Linked DNA regions of Mus musculus: region 2 is linked to region 1. A link is a contact called in public Micro-C data. All regions are on one chromosome and are shown on one strand. The core of a region is the stretch at or near the end of the contact, and the rest is flanking DNA. Distances in the headings are between cores, read along the strand shown. Region 1 overlaps Ptprg (protein tyrosine phosphatase, receptor type, G). Region 2 overlaps Ptprg (protein tyrosine phosphatase, receptor type, G).

Region 1 (6,710 bases), core at 1,315-3,814:
ACAGCCCTAGCCTTTAAAATGATATATGAGAACATAGGGTTGTTCATGTTAATGACATATCCCGTATGATATGTTGACATATGTCTATAAATCACATTGAACGTACATATTTTCTCAAATATGTATCATTTCTTTGTGGGAAAAAGAGTCAGAAATCCGTTCTTGTAGCTTTTTGAGTTATATATATTATACAGTGTGTGTCTGTGGCCGTCTGAGTGTGCCAAGCGCCCCAGAATTTCCCACTCCTGTATCAGTGGACTCAGTTCCACCTGCCATGCCTCCTACCATCATTCTCCAATAGTTTCTGTTCTAGATGTAAACTTAGTAAAATGAGTTGGTGCAAGACAACCCTGTCGATCGGGAGACTAAAAGAGGCTCGGAGTATACAGAAAAAAAGAGCCCTCACTTTCCTAGTAATTATAAGCTGGCTGGCTGAAAACTTCCAACTGAATGACCTAAATGCTTTCATTTGAGATAACTATTGAGATAGATTTCACATAATACATAATTCACCCATTTAAAATGTTCTCTCTTTTTTACTTGTGGTTTGATTTTTGAGATGGGGCCTCATTATGTAGCTCAGGTTTGCCTTGAAGTCATGATCTTTCTGCAGCCCCTAGACTCTGGCTTTAAAGTGATGCACCACTACACATGAATAATGGTGGGCTGAGGCTAATGATGAGCTGAACCTGTGATGTAACGTTGAGTCTGTTCCTTACTGTGAAACATTGTATTTACTTAGCAGTCAGTGCAGGAAAATCTGTATTGTTGGTAGAGGGTTCATTGGCTGAAAGTATGAACAATTGATCGATCAGCTGTGTGTGATCCATTCATTTCAAGCATGTATCTTCTGCCAACTGGCAACACCTCCATTCGCTGTCATTTTCTGACTCATAGATTGGAATGCTCTTCAGACAGAGAGTGGCCTCCTGGCCCTGTCCTAGCTTGTCTCTGTGGAGAGGGACAGGGCTATTCTCCTAGGCACTGGTTTGCATGCAGTTGGAGGACTCACCCTCTTTAAGCTCCTTAAAGCCTAGTTTAGTTACTTTTCTCATCTGCAAATGAGAACAGTGCTAAGACTTACCTTACAGAGCTATTGAGAGGACTCCATAACGTGTTCATAACGTGTATGCGCTAGGCATGTTGCTTAGAGTGGTATTTCAGGGGGGACCATGGAGTCCAGAGAATTACCTGAGACTTCCTCAGAAGAAAGGGAGAGCTACAGGAACCAGCCCAGAACACTGCTGATTTCCATGGCTGCCTTGTTCCCATGAAATTCCAGTTTTTGGGAGGCTGAGATGGCTGTGATTTGAGGGCTGAAATCTCTAAGCCCTTAGCTTTCCTAGGAGCTGATCTGGTCCGCCCATTCCTCAGTGCCCTCGACAACATGGTATTTTGTGGGCATGTGTTTGTTTTTATTGGCCATGTTCTGAGAAAACTGCATTTAAACCTGGTCTAGGACTCTGAGCATGTTGTTTCCTTCCTAATAGAGACATAGTAGAACGGCCTTGTGATTTGAGCCTGTGAATTGATATTTACTCCAAGAGGAACACTCTCCATAAGAGAGCTGGGTGTAGTCTCTGCACCATGACGGGTTTCCAGTTATCATTGAGAGCTAGGACTCAGTCTTACAGGACTGCAGGATGCAACCAGAAACGTTTGACTGGCTTTTGGGAGTTTGTTAGCCCTGGGTTTGCTGAATTGGAAGCTGTTCTTTTCAGAATTGTGTTGTGAAATTAAGGTTTGACAGCTCCTTACCCTCCGAATTAGAGACCAGGGTGCTTATAGATTTGGGTGTCTGGAACTGCCATTATTTTGAAATCTTTGCATAGAACTCTGCTGGTTTAGCATCACTGATCTGAGCATTCCAAATCTCTGTTGCTCAAAGTGACGCCCCCCCCCCCCACCCACTTAATGGTTTTGTCACTGTTCAGAAACTTTTTTTTAGACTTTGGACTTGTTTTAAAATTAGAATTTTCGGATTAGAAATCACTAGGAGCAGTACCTCAGATCTGTAATGTGAGCACCTAGAAGGCCAAGGCAGGAGGATTGGTTTTGTCACTGTTCAGAAACTTTTTTTTAGACTTTGGACTTGTTTTGAAATTAGAATTTTAGGATTAGAAATCACTAGGAGCAGTACCTCAGACCTGTAATGTGAGCACCTAGAAGGCCAAGGCAGGAGGATTGCCATGAGTTCAAGGATAGCATGGGCTCCATAGTGAGTGAGTTCCCGGCCAGCCTCTGGAGCAGAGAGGGAGGGATGTTGTCTAAATAAAGCAAGCAACCAGAACACAACAGCAAGAAATACATCATCTATACTTCGGGTCTTTGGGAGTGGTTTCAAAAAACCAGTCAGGCTGAGGAGTGAGGATCTCACACTGTCTTTAGAACTGATATGGAAACTCTGTGTGTGTGTGGGGTGGGGGGGTGCGAGTGCGCTCTAGTTTATCAGTATTGCTTCATCTGTCACTGACAGCAGTACAATTCCCCAGGCACTAGTCAGTTGTGTCTTCCTGTGTCTGCATTTTCTTCTTGCTCCAGCTGCCTTGAACTTACTGCTGTTTCATCTCATCCTGACACGTCTGGTGGCAGCCTGTTTGGTTTGTGGTTCTTGGATCACGTCTCTACTCTGGTAGCTGGGTGTGGGCATGGTGCCAAGGTGCTATCACTGTATTCATTTCCTAGAGCTATACAATCTCAGTGCAACACACACTCACACACGCACACGCACACACACACACACACTCACACTCACACATACACACACACTCACACACACACACTCAAACACACTCACACACACATACACTCACACACACACACATACACACACACACACCCTCACACCCACACCCTCATACCCACAAACTCACACACACACACTCACACACACATACACTCACACACATACACACACTCACACACACACATGCACACATACACTCACACACTCACACATACACGCACTCACACACTCACATACACACTCACGCACATACACTCACGCACACACACACACACACACTCACACACATACACACACACTCACATACACACACTCACACACACACACTCATACACACAAACACACACACACTCACACGTTGTTTCCATATCAGTTCTAAAGACAGCGCTGAGACCCTCACTCCTCAGCATGACTGACTAAAACCTGTGCAAAGTGATTTAGTCACAGCTCTGAAGACCCGAGGCTAGCAATCAAGGAGTAGTGGGTCCCCTGAGACTCCTTTGCTGCTGTAGCTTTTGGTAGCCCCTTCTTTGTTTCCATGGGCCCATTGACTCCTCCTTGTTCTTTGCTTGTCCTCCTTAGTGACACACTCATGAGGTCACATGTCATGGTCACATCCTGTGAGAGTAATCAAGAATGCACTCCGAGAGCATCCTTGGTATGCTCATAGATTATAGCTGTTAGGATGTGGATTCATCATTTGGATGGGGATGGGTAGTGCTGTGCCACACACTGCCATCACCAGCAGAGCCAGCAATCCCGAATGCCAGGTGCCGAACAGAAGATGACCGGCTCTACTGAAGCCTTCTGGCACAGACAGTGTGTGCTGCCTGTTTTTTTTTTTTTTTTTTTTTTTTTTAAATCAATGTGACACAAACTAGAACCATCTGGGAAGGAAGGACAAAACCTCAGTTGAGGAAGCTCTCCCACCAAATTGGCCTGTAGGCAAGTCTGTGGGGACATTTTCTTGATTAATGATTGGTGTGTTTGAGCCTGGCTCATTGTGAATGATGCTACTTTGGGCCTATGGTCTTGGGTTGTATAAGAAAGCAGGCTGAGCCAGGCCGTGGTGGTGCATGCCTTTAATCCCAGCACTTGGGAGGCGGAGGCAAACGGATTTCTGAGTTCGAGGATAGCCAGGGATATACAGAGAAACCCTGTCTTGAAAAAACCAAAAAAACAAAACCAAAAAAAACCCAAAAAACAAAACAAAACAAAACAAAACAAAGAAAAAAAGCAAGCAAGCAAGCAAGCAGGCTGAGCAAGCCAATAAGCAGCTCCCTCCACAGTTTCTACTTTCAAGTTTCCTTTTGAGCTCCTGCCCTGGCTTTTCTTAGTGCTGGGTTACAAAAGGCTGACATCAGTCCTTCACTTCCCCTTGCCTCGGCTTCCCTTGATGATGGACTGACTGGACTTTATAAGCGGACACAAACTGTTTCTTGCCCACAGTGCTTTTAATCACGGTGTTTATGACAATAATGGAAACAAAGTAGCAGAGCAGGCCTCACCTAGGAGAGGGCTACCCCTGACTGCATCTTTCCTAGGAGACTCTTGGCCAAACCTTAGACTCAGTTCCTGCTCGCTAGACATGTCCTGTTCTTGCTCTGTCCGCTTTCTTACGGTTCTGCCTGCGGCCTATGATTGACAGCCCCGTTCCTCGGTGGAATACTTCATGTGAGTGTGAAAATTCATTGTGGCCTCACGGGAGGCCTGCAGATGACTCGGTCCACAGGAGAGGACAGCCATCTCTGTCTTGTCTTTTTCCCACCCCAACGCTGCTCCCGGGAGAAAGCAGAGAAGTGGAGCGGTAGCCTGGTTGCTCCCAATGTGTGCTGAGTGCAGACCTTCCTCTTCTCCCTTTTACTGGCACAACTTGTCAAGTTTAAATCAAGAGCCAGGCTCTGTAGCAGCACGCACTTGTGTCGAATCTTAATACTACCTAATGGAGCTACTACTGTTTTCCTGCTTTAAACAGATGAGGCAAATGCCCTGGGGGCAGGAGGTCACCTGTTACCATCACGTAGGTAGCAGGACTCTATACTGAGTTCAAGGGTGAGCCGTGTGGCCGGCCGACTTACTTTTCATCTAGCAGGTAGACTCATGTCACACCCACTGCAGTTACGAAAGAGTCATCTGTTTTAGGGTACTTTATGCTCTGACTTCTGGATTCTTCTTGGATCACCTTCAGAATATAATGGCTCTACACCAGACAGGGCTAGGGGCTCTAGAGTTCCTTTTGCTCTCTGCCAGTGTTCTAAATGAGATGACTTTTGGATATCTGGAGGGAAGGTGACGGGTTGCACAGTGAGTGCCTTTTGCTGTTTGAGGAACAGTGGGAAGAGATTGATGAGAGGCCAGCCTTGGCTAGAGAAAGTTCAGGCTGGCTGCTTTCTTATTACATTGAAACTGGAGGCATATTGACAAGGCAAAAGTCTGCAGCTTGACTGTGTTTGTAGCTATTTAGTACTAGTGCAAGTACATGTGGAGTCCAGAGAAGGATGGTGACTTCCTCTGTTGTCCCCTCCTTACCCTCCCAGAGCTTGAGTTATCCTCCATGCTACACTAGGCGGCCCTGTTGCTTTTCTATCTTGAACATTCAAACCATCTTCATGCATTGCAGCCTGGGTTCTTAGCCACTGAACCATCTCCCGGGCCTCTCCTTCACGCTGATCTCCTAGGAGTTCCTGGTAACTTGGAAGCCACAGTGGTTCTAGTGATGAATGCAGTTTCTCTTCTGCCTTGGTCTTGCAAAGAGCATGCCCTCAGGGCTGGGGGTGCCGACACAACCCTTGCCCTTTGCATGGCCTTGGGCAAAAACAGAATTCAATTCTCAGGAGGTAAAAGGCCGGGTGGATGGTTATTCCATGAACTGGAGTTGCAGTGTGAGACATTTATGTAGTAATTATCACTTTTCCCATCCAGGGGAGAGAGAAATTCCACATGCGTGGTTCTCTTTGTCCTCCTTTTTTTTTTTTTTTTAAAAACCTCTATCCTTTTCGTGATGCATTTCTAAAGAGGAATCACCAAGATGGTTCTTCTGTCATTTGCATAGCCATTTGCAGTTCCTTTAAGGCCTAGCAGCTCTGTGGTGTTTTGTCTCACTGCAGATGGACTTGTGGTTCTGTTTAGATAGAAGATGCGCCATCAGTACTCAGATAGACTCTAAATCCAGGTGTAAGAGTGACAGCAGATGCCCTTATGAAATCTGGTAATGATTAAAACCCCAAAACCAAGCTCACTAATTCTTTGGGTGGTTTGGGAGGGGTCTGCCCAAATCTAGAGGGCAGGGGCTTGTCATTCCTGGCCCTAATGCCGCCTAGAAAAATTCAAAGCAGGAAGTAAACCTTGCTGGCTGGGCTGCTGCAGCCTGAGACTTAGAATGGCTGGGTTCAATTCTGTTTTGCATTTATATTTAATGGCCCGGGCCCCTTTCCTGGGGGCTGGTGCACATTTAGCTAATGAATGCCTTCTGAGGAGACCTGGATGTCAGGAGAGGGAGGGCCTGGCTGGCCTTCCCATCTGTAGGTCCAGGGGCATCCATACACTAGCGGTTTGCTCTGGCTGGCCTGTCTGTTGCTTGCCTCCATACCTCTCGTTCATTCTGCTGCATTGTTAGTTTACAAACATCAAAGCACCGAGGCAGAAGCCCAAGCTCCGACCCTGAGTTATTAGCCAGGTTCTCTGGCTGTCTTTCTCAGCCGCAGCCTGTGACCCTGCTCTGGGGCACGTGGCTTCTCTGCCTTGGGTTCATCCTCTTTCCAATTTGTAAAGGCGTCATTCAGTTGAGTTCTGGCGAGTGGTTTTATTTCTCCTGGGCTCTGCTTTGCTTCCCTCGTGGGAGGAGCTTTCCCAGCTTATGCTTCAGCTTGGGCTCAGGTCACAGACGCCTGATTTGGTTGGGGAATATCTCTGCATCCCCCCTAACCTTCTGGAAATAAATTGAAGAGTAAACATGTACCAGCCA
Region 2 (6,710 bases), core at 2,172-4,671, 190 kb after region 1:
TAAGCTGCCTTGGTCATGGTGTTTTATCACAGCCACCAAAAAGTAACATACACCCCACATGTATCTTGTTTACATTTTACACCCCAATACCTTAGTAAGGACCTTTAATAACCAAAGGGGGGCATTGAAGGTATAAGGAGATAATATGAAGTTGTTCTAGATTGTGACCCAATGTAACTGTTGTCCAAATAATGAGGGACCGTTTGGACAGAAATGCACATGCACAGCAATGACCTCATGGAGCTTAGGGCATGGAGACATGACGCTGACTCTTCTGCCTGCCCCAGAACAAACCACTGCTACTATGACCTTGACCTCAGCCTTCTAAGTCTCGTAACTTATAGACTGAGCATGTCTTCTTGATGCTTAGCCACAGCAGACCTGCTGTGCAAATACACTTAGCACTGGGGTACTGAGCATCCATTGTCTTGAGTGGAGACCCTGAATGTGACAAGCTCTGCAGAAACTGCTGTGGATGACACTTCTGGGGATGCCAGGCTGTTTATAGCTTTAAAAGTGCAAGCTAAAAAGAGGGAAACGAAAAAAAAGAGGCTTGAATGAGTTGTGTGAAGTGTATTCTTTGTCCTGAAACCCAAATCCAAATCCAAAACTGCTTTAAAAGAAAATAAAAATTCTCAGTCTTCAAACTAGGCAGAAACTGAGGGCCCCCATATTCATAGAGACTTCCTGTTCAAAGGAGGTAGAGACTGCAGCCAAGCCAGCTGTCAAGTTCCTATGCTAGGTGACACTGTAGGCTCTCATATAATTGTTATTATACACACACACACACACAGCTTCGTTCTGGATCCAGCTCTCCTGTCCCTGTCTCCTCCATGCTCATGAGGCTGTCTAGCTCCTGTTAGGGTAGATGGGGATTGGCTCTTCCCAGTTTGAGGGATACTCAGTGTGGGGTTAAAAGTCTTCCCTGATTTCAGCTCAAACAATGGGACTGTGGCCTGTGTCTTTACCTTTGGCTGGAACACAGATGGCAGAAACCTTGTCCTCAGAATGATTCATGACAAAGGGCTGACAGGGAAAAAAGTCTTCTAGGTACAGAGTAGAGTCAGAAACTATCTCCTTCCTTCACAGGGACTGTATTTGGCCACAGGTGGCCATTGTAACCCCCGCTGGAGCTGCAATCCTGTCTTCTGCTGTCAGTCTCGTGAGGTTCTATACCATGACATAGGTGCAGGGAAAGTTAGTTGCTCTCCTGAACTCCTGATGATTCTTTGGTCTTGACCTCAGATTTCTGTGTTGGCAAATTTCACCTTCAGTGAGTCAGAACTTGTTACCGTTTCAAGTTAAAAGTCGAGTTACACCTTAGAATATACAATGTGCTTTTTATGGTTTCTCGTGGAAAATACATTGTATCCTTCCATGACTGGAATGTTATTTCAGACTAAAACTTTTGGTAAAGATGAAGTCATTCCTATACTGAACGTGGACTATAAAGACCTCATCTCCCCTAAAATAGTTGCAGTATACAATGTTCTTGCTTGTTTCTGAGTCAGTTTAATGTCTAAGAAATAATGTGCATATATGTATATATTTTTATACACATTTCTTTAGGATACTCTATGTGTTAGGTACCCTGAAATACAGTGAGTTCATTTTTAATCTTTGCTATTAACTGAAGTCCCTGGGAGAGGAGAGGAAGCCCCAGCTGTATTAAAATTCATGTAAAGATCACTGGATAGACAGTTGTAATTGTTGAGAGTTAGAACACTTAAGATTCAAATTCTACCTTTAGGGCCCTGAGTGGCTACTCCTGACCCCACTGGCTTATAACTCTTGTGCGAAACCTTTGTAGCTGCACTCACAGATCCCCAGGTCCTATGGGTCCTAAAGCTAAGAATGTCATCATATTGTGTCCTTCCCACATTTTCATAGTCTGCTGTGCCCTGCCTACCTGATGCCCTACCAGAGTACTTGACGAAGTACCTCTCTCATGGCTTCCTTTTGTTCCTTTACTATAAGAACTTCAGTGAACTTGTTAAAACATGTTATGGGGTGTGACCTGCTTGGCTCTGTTTTTGGACCACAGGCACTCACATTCTACTCCAGAAGAAACTCTTACTGCCCTTTTGAAATAAGAGGTGTTTTCCATTGACAGTACAACCAATTTTACAAAGACACAGACGATGCAGTCATTCACATCTTATAGGTAACAAAACACAATTGGTCTCCTGACAGGCAGGTCCTTTAGCGTGAGAATCGAAGGAAACCTGCCTGATTCCACTGCGGGCCCCTGCCTTACTTACGAGTGAAACAATGGTTCAACTAGCATTGTGCAGGTTCTGGCTCAGGGAACATGCTGGATGTTCTGCAGTCAGAACAGGCCATTTCCTCTCTTAGTGGGAAACTCTTCAAGTGTTCCTCTCAAAACAGAACGCCCAGGATTATTTTTGCAGACTTCTGTGGAGTCATTTTTGGACAACACCCTGGAACAGGAAACCACAGTTGCTCCTAAATTTGCACAAGATGGAAATAGATAACATTCTTGAGCAACCACAGCCACACTTTGTGCCTTCAGGTTCATGGAGTGGCAGATGGCTTGTGTAATGATTTTCATACCTGAACAATTCACAGGATCCTCTGGTGTGGGGGATTTCATAAATTCAGAGGGCTTGTTTTAGGAACTGGAAGTGCAGGGAAAGTGTGGAGAGTGGAGGAGAGAGATGTTCTATGAGTCAGGCTTTGGGGAGGTGTTCTTGGGAGATGGATTGCAAGCAAAACCGTCGAGCAGTGCAGATGATGCAAGCTGTGTGCAGTGGTCCCCAAGGCTGAGTTCCGCCTGTGACATTGCAGAGCATGTGATACACTTAATATAAGAGAGGATGTTGCAAAGCAACTAAGTAACATCACAAAGTAGCTGCTTTCTGACATGTTCCTTTACCGGGGTGAGAATCCAAAACTGATCATGGGAGAGATCCTAGGCACACATGCCTTTCCCCGGCAAGGATGCAAGACTTGGATTCCTAACTTGTTCACCCCGGACGCTATCCCTGAATGATTTTAAGTCTATTTCTGCTGATTTATCAAAGCTGAGTTGGTTAAAGCAAACTTGGATTTTCACTGATACTTTGATTTTCATGATTAATCAGCTAAATTTTGCTTATGTATATAGCATATGCAGGTTTGCTATATTTTTATGTATGTGCGAGTGTGCATGTGTGGAAGCCAGAGATTGAGTTCAAATGTTTTCCTTCATTCTTCTCCACCTTACTATTTGGGGTTTCAGAGTCTCTCGTCTGGCCAGTGAGCTCCAGAGACCCGCCTGTCTCCGCTTCTCCAGTCTCCTGTTCTGAGAAGCATCAGTGGATCAGGTTTTTCATCCGGATGCTAGGGATGCCAAGCGAGGTCCCCATGCTCATACTCCAGACTCTTCGCCCACTGGCCTTTATCCCTGGCCCCATGATTGATTCTTAATTATTATAAATTACAATACTTCCCACTGGCCTTATTCCCTACCTGTTAGCCAGTCGCAGGCCCCTAACTGAAAGCAGGAGCCCCCTTTATCTCCACGTGTCTGGCAGCCCCTTCGTCCAGTCAGCATTTTGGGCACATGCATTGTGAGACACTGTAGAAGGTGTTCTTGCTCACACGCCATCTACATTTGTTGGTAAGCATGTTCTGTGTTTGAAACCTCTTGGGCCTGTTGAAGCTCTGTCTGTTCTCGGTGGTTTGTCTCTTTGCTGAGAACAGCCTAGACCTTTGTTAGCTGTGATGCTTTGCCTAAACTTTGCCTCCATGGCTGTGTATGCTACTGCTCATGGAAGACACATTTAAGCCTGACAGGAAGGAAAGCTCCACCTTAGGGAAATCTTAGGGATCAATTTTTGCAAAGCACGTCTTTGAAACCTGATCCACTGAGAGGCAGGACTCAGTTTTGTGCCCCCATGTCATGCCATCTGCAGACAGGTTTCTCTTTCTTTTCTTTTCTTTTCTTTTCTTTTCTTTTCTTTTCTTTCCTTTCCTTTCCTTTCCTTTCCTTTCCTTTCCTTTCCTTTCCTTGGGGAGGGGGGGTCGAGACAGGGTTTCTCTGTATAGCCCTAGCTGTCCTGGAACTCACTCTGTAGACCAGGCTGGCCTCAAACTCAGAAATCTGCCTGCCTCTGCCTCCCAAGTGCTGGGATTAAAGGTGTGCGCCACCACCACCCAGCTGCAGACAGGTTTCTTAAGAGTCTGGGTACCCATCAGTTACTTGACAGGTTAGTTCTCAGTGTGTTCCAGAACCTGCCATCATTTTCTGCTCACCTGTGGCAGGATGTCACCTGGGGATTGACCACCTCTCCCATGGTACTGAGACAGAGTTCACAAACATCACACTGTCAGCCAGCTGGACCATGCTAAGAAGATGGTCTAGGTTGGTGAGAAGAGAGGAAGGAAGCTGGCCGGCCTCTTGGAAAGTTGAGGACTCCAGCTCGGATGGCATTTACACAGCTTTTTTGTCTTTAAAAGTTTCTAGAGGGCTGGAAGAGATGGCTATGGGATTAAGAGTTCATACTGCTGTTCAACAAGCCCTGAGTTTGATTCCCAGCACCCATGCAGTCAGCTAATAACTGCCAATAACGCCAGCTCCAGGGGACCTGGCTTCTCCGGCCCTCACAGGTACCTGCCTTCAAGGACTCCTTTCCTACCCACCCATCCCCCAACCACATACATTCATAATTAAAAGATAAAGTAAATTCCCATTTTTTTCACTTCTGTGGGCTGAGGGTAATGAATAGTTCTTTAAAAAAAAACAAACCAAAGCTTCTATTTGGAAAAACATGAAGGCAAAATATCTAACTGCTTTTAGCAAAGAGGTAGGGATACAAAATACCCAGCAAATACCAGAAAATACGCAGCATCCACTGCTCATGTAATAAACTGGCTGGCAGGGCAACCTGAAATATCCAGCATGCACAGCCCATGTTATTAATTGCCTGGCAGAGGCAAAGGTTGTTTGATCAATACGAACTTGTTCATGTTTCTAGATCTTATATTTTTTTACTTACATAGAAGGAGAAACAGTTTATTTCCAAAGTGCAGCAAAGTTTAAAATTCCTGTGACTTGGCAACAGAAAATGTGCGATCATTACACTGTTTTGGATGGGTTTGCTTGTTTGTTTGTTTTGTTTTTTAATTCCAACTAATCTGACTTGGTGCCTGGCGTGGCTGGTAGTATGCTTTGCCTTAGGTAGCATCATTTGAAAGCACAAAGTTAGAAGTTACGACTTAAAAAGTAGTATTGAGATTGGCATTTTTAAATTGAACCAAGCCTGGCGTGGTGGCGCATACCTTTGATCCAGCACTTGGGAGGCAGAGGCAGGCGGATTTCTGAGTTCAAGGCCAGCCTGGTCTACAAAGTGAGTTCCAGGACAGCCAGGGCTATACAGAGAAACCCTGTCTCGAAAAACCAAAATAAATAAATAAATGAATAAATAAATAAATAAATAAATTTGAACCAAATAATTTTCTAGTATTTTGTCATTGTAATTTGCAGAGCTTCAAATATTGATGTAAACAACATCAATGCTTTGTCAATTGATTAACTGATGGACGATTTATTGATTGAATGGGTTTTTTTTTTTTTTTTTTTTTTTTTTTGCCACTAATGATTTCATGTAGCCCAAGCTGGTATGCAGGGATTTTGGGCCTGCACGCTGCACACATCAGTGGGTTTCTTTTTCTATTTATTTATTTCATGAGTGCACTGTTGCTAGTGTGTCTGACCCACCAGAAAGGAGCATTGGATCCCTTCACAGATGGTTTGAGCCAAATCGAACTCGGGACTACTTAGAAGAACAGTTAGTACTTGTCTTAGTCAGGGTTTCTATTCCTGCACAAACATCATGACCAAGAAGTAAGTTGGGGAGGAAAGGGTTTATTCGGCTTACACTTCCATACTGCTGTTCATCACCAAAGGAAGTCAGGACTGGAACTCAAGCAGGTCAGGAAGCAGGAGCTGATGCAGAGGCCATGGAGGGATGTTCTTTACTGGCTTGCTTCCCCTGGCTTGCTCAGCCTGCTCTCTTACAGAACCCAAGACTACCAGACCAGAGATGGTCCCACCCACAAGGGGCTCTCCCCCTTGATCACTAATTGAGGAAATGCCTTACAGCTGGATCTCATGGAGGCATTTCCTCAATTGAAGCTCCTTTCTCTGTGATAACTCCAGCTGTGTCACGTTGACACAAAACTAGCCAGTACAGCACTCTTAACCGCCGAGCCATCTCTCCAGCTCCATCAGTGGTTTTCAAACGACTGAATGCTGAGGCTATTGGCTGTGTAGCACAATATTTCTAATAGGCTGTTGGCAGTTTGTTCTCATGTGCCTGACTTACATTGTGGATGGATCCTCCAGTCCCTGGATTGTCGGGCCTTAGGTGACTGTAGGCTCAGCTGTCACCTTCCATGCACCTGGCTTGCAGGCCTTCCCTGGCACAGGCTTGGCCAGTAAGGACTGTCACTGGTGTTTCCTGAGTTCTAGAGGACTTTGCCTCATAGACTGTGATAGTTTCTAATTCTGGGTGCTAGGGGAGCCCTTTTGTAAATTGCCGTGAGAAGGTAACTGTCATGTGGCTTCTCTCAGCAAGGCTGATCTATGCTGAAGTGAGTTGTTTCAGGTGTGTGACACAGGCCTGGTTGTAGGGGGAAAGATGGCCATGACTAAAGCACAGATGGCTGTGTGGTGAAGGCTGTTTATTAAAGTCATCCTATGCTTA

The links. A called contact is a pair of places that touch in the nucleus more often than the background predicts.
Region 2: a Micro-C map of the HL-1 cell line shows a contact between it and region 1, with 1.9 times the contacts expected there. The contact joins two enhancer-like sites. A contact is called at or near these places in 4 of 484 Hi-C or Micro-C datasets (the HL-1 cell line, adipose-derived mesenchymal stem cells, myocytes and 1 more).

Annotation. Positions count from the first base shown.
Region 1 is chr14:11,615,022-11,621,731 of GRCm38.p6, forward strand. The region is part of intron 1 of Ptprg (protein tyrosine phosphatase, receptor type, G); the gene reads left to right. Among named protein-coding and RNA genes, the nearest start is that of Gm52128, 45 kb to the left of the region's middle. Within about 2 kb of position 2,565, at least 31 of the 459 cell types and tissues checked have an H3K27ac peak or open chromatin away from gene starts, as enhancers often do. A contact at or near this core is called in the HL-1 cell line, where this site is marked.
Region 2 is chr14:11,808,935-11,815,644 of GRCm38.p6, forward strand. The region is part of intron 2 of Ptprg (protein tyrosine phosphatase, receptor type, G); the gene reads left to right. Among named protein-coding and RNA genes, the nearest start is that of Gm52128, 240 kb to the left of the region's middle. Within about 2 kb of position 3,422, at least 52 of the 459 cell types and tissues checked have an H3K27ac peak or open chromatin away from gene starts, as enhancers often do. A contact at or near this core is called in the HL-1 cell line, where this site is marked.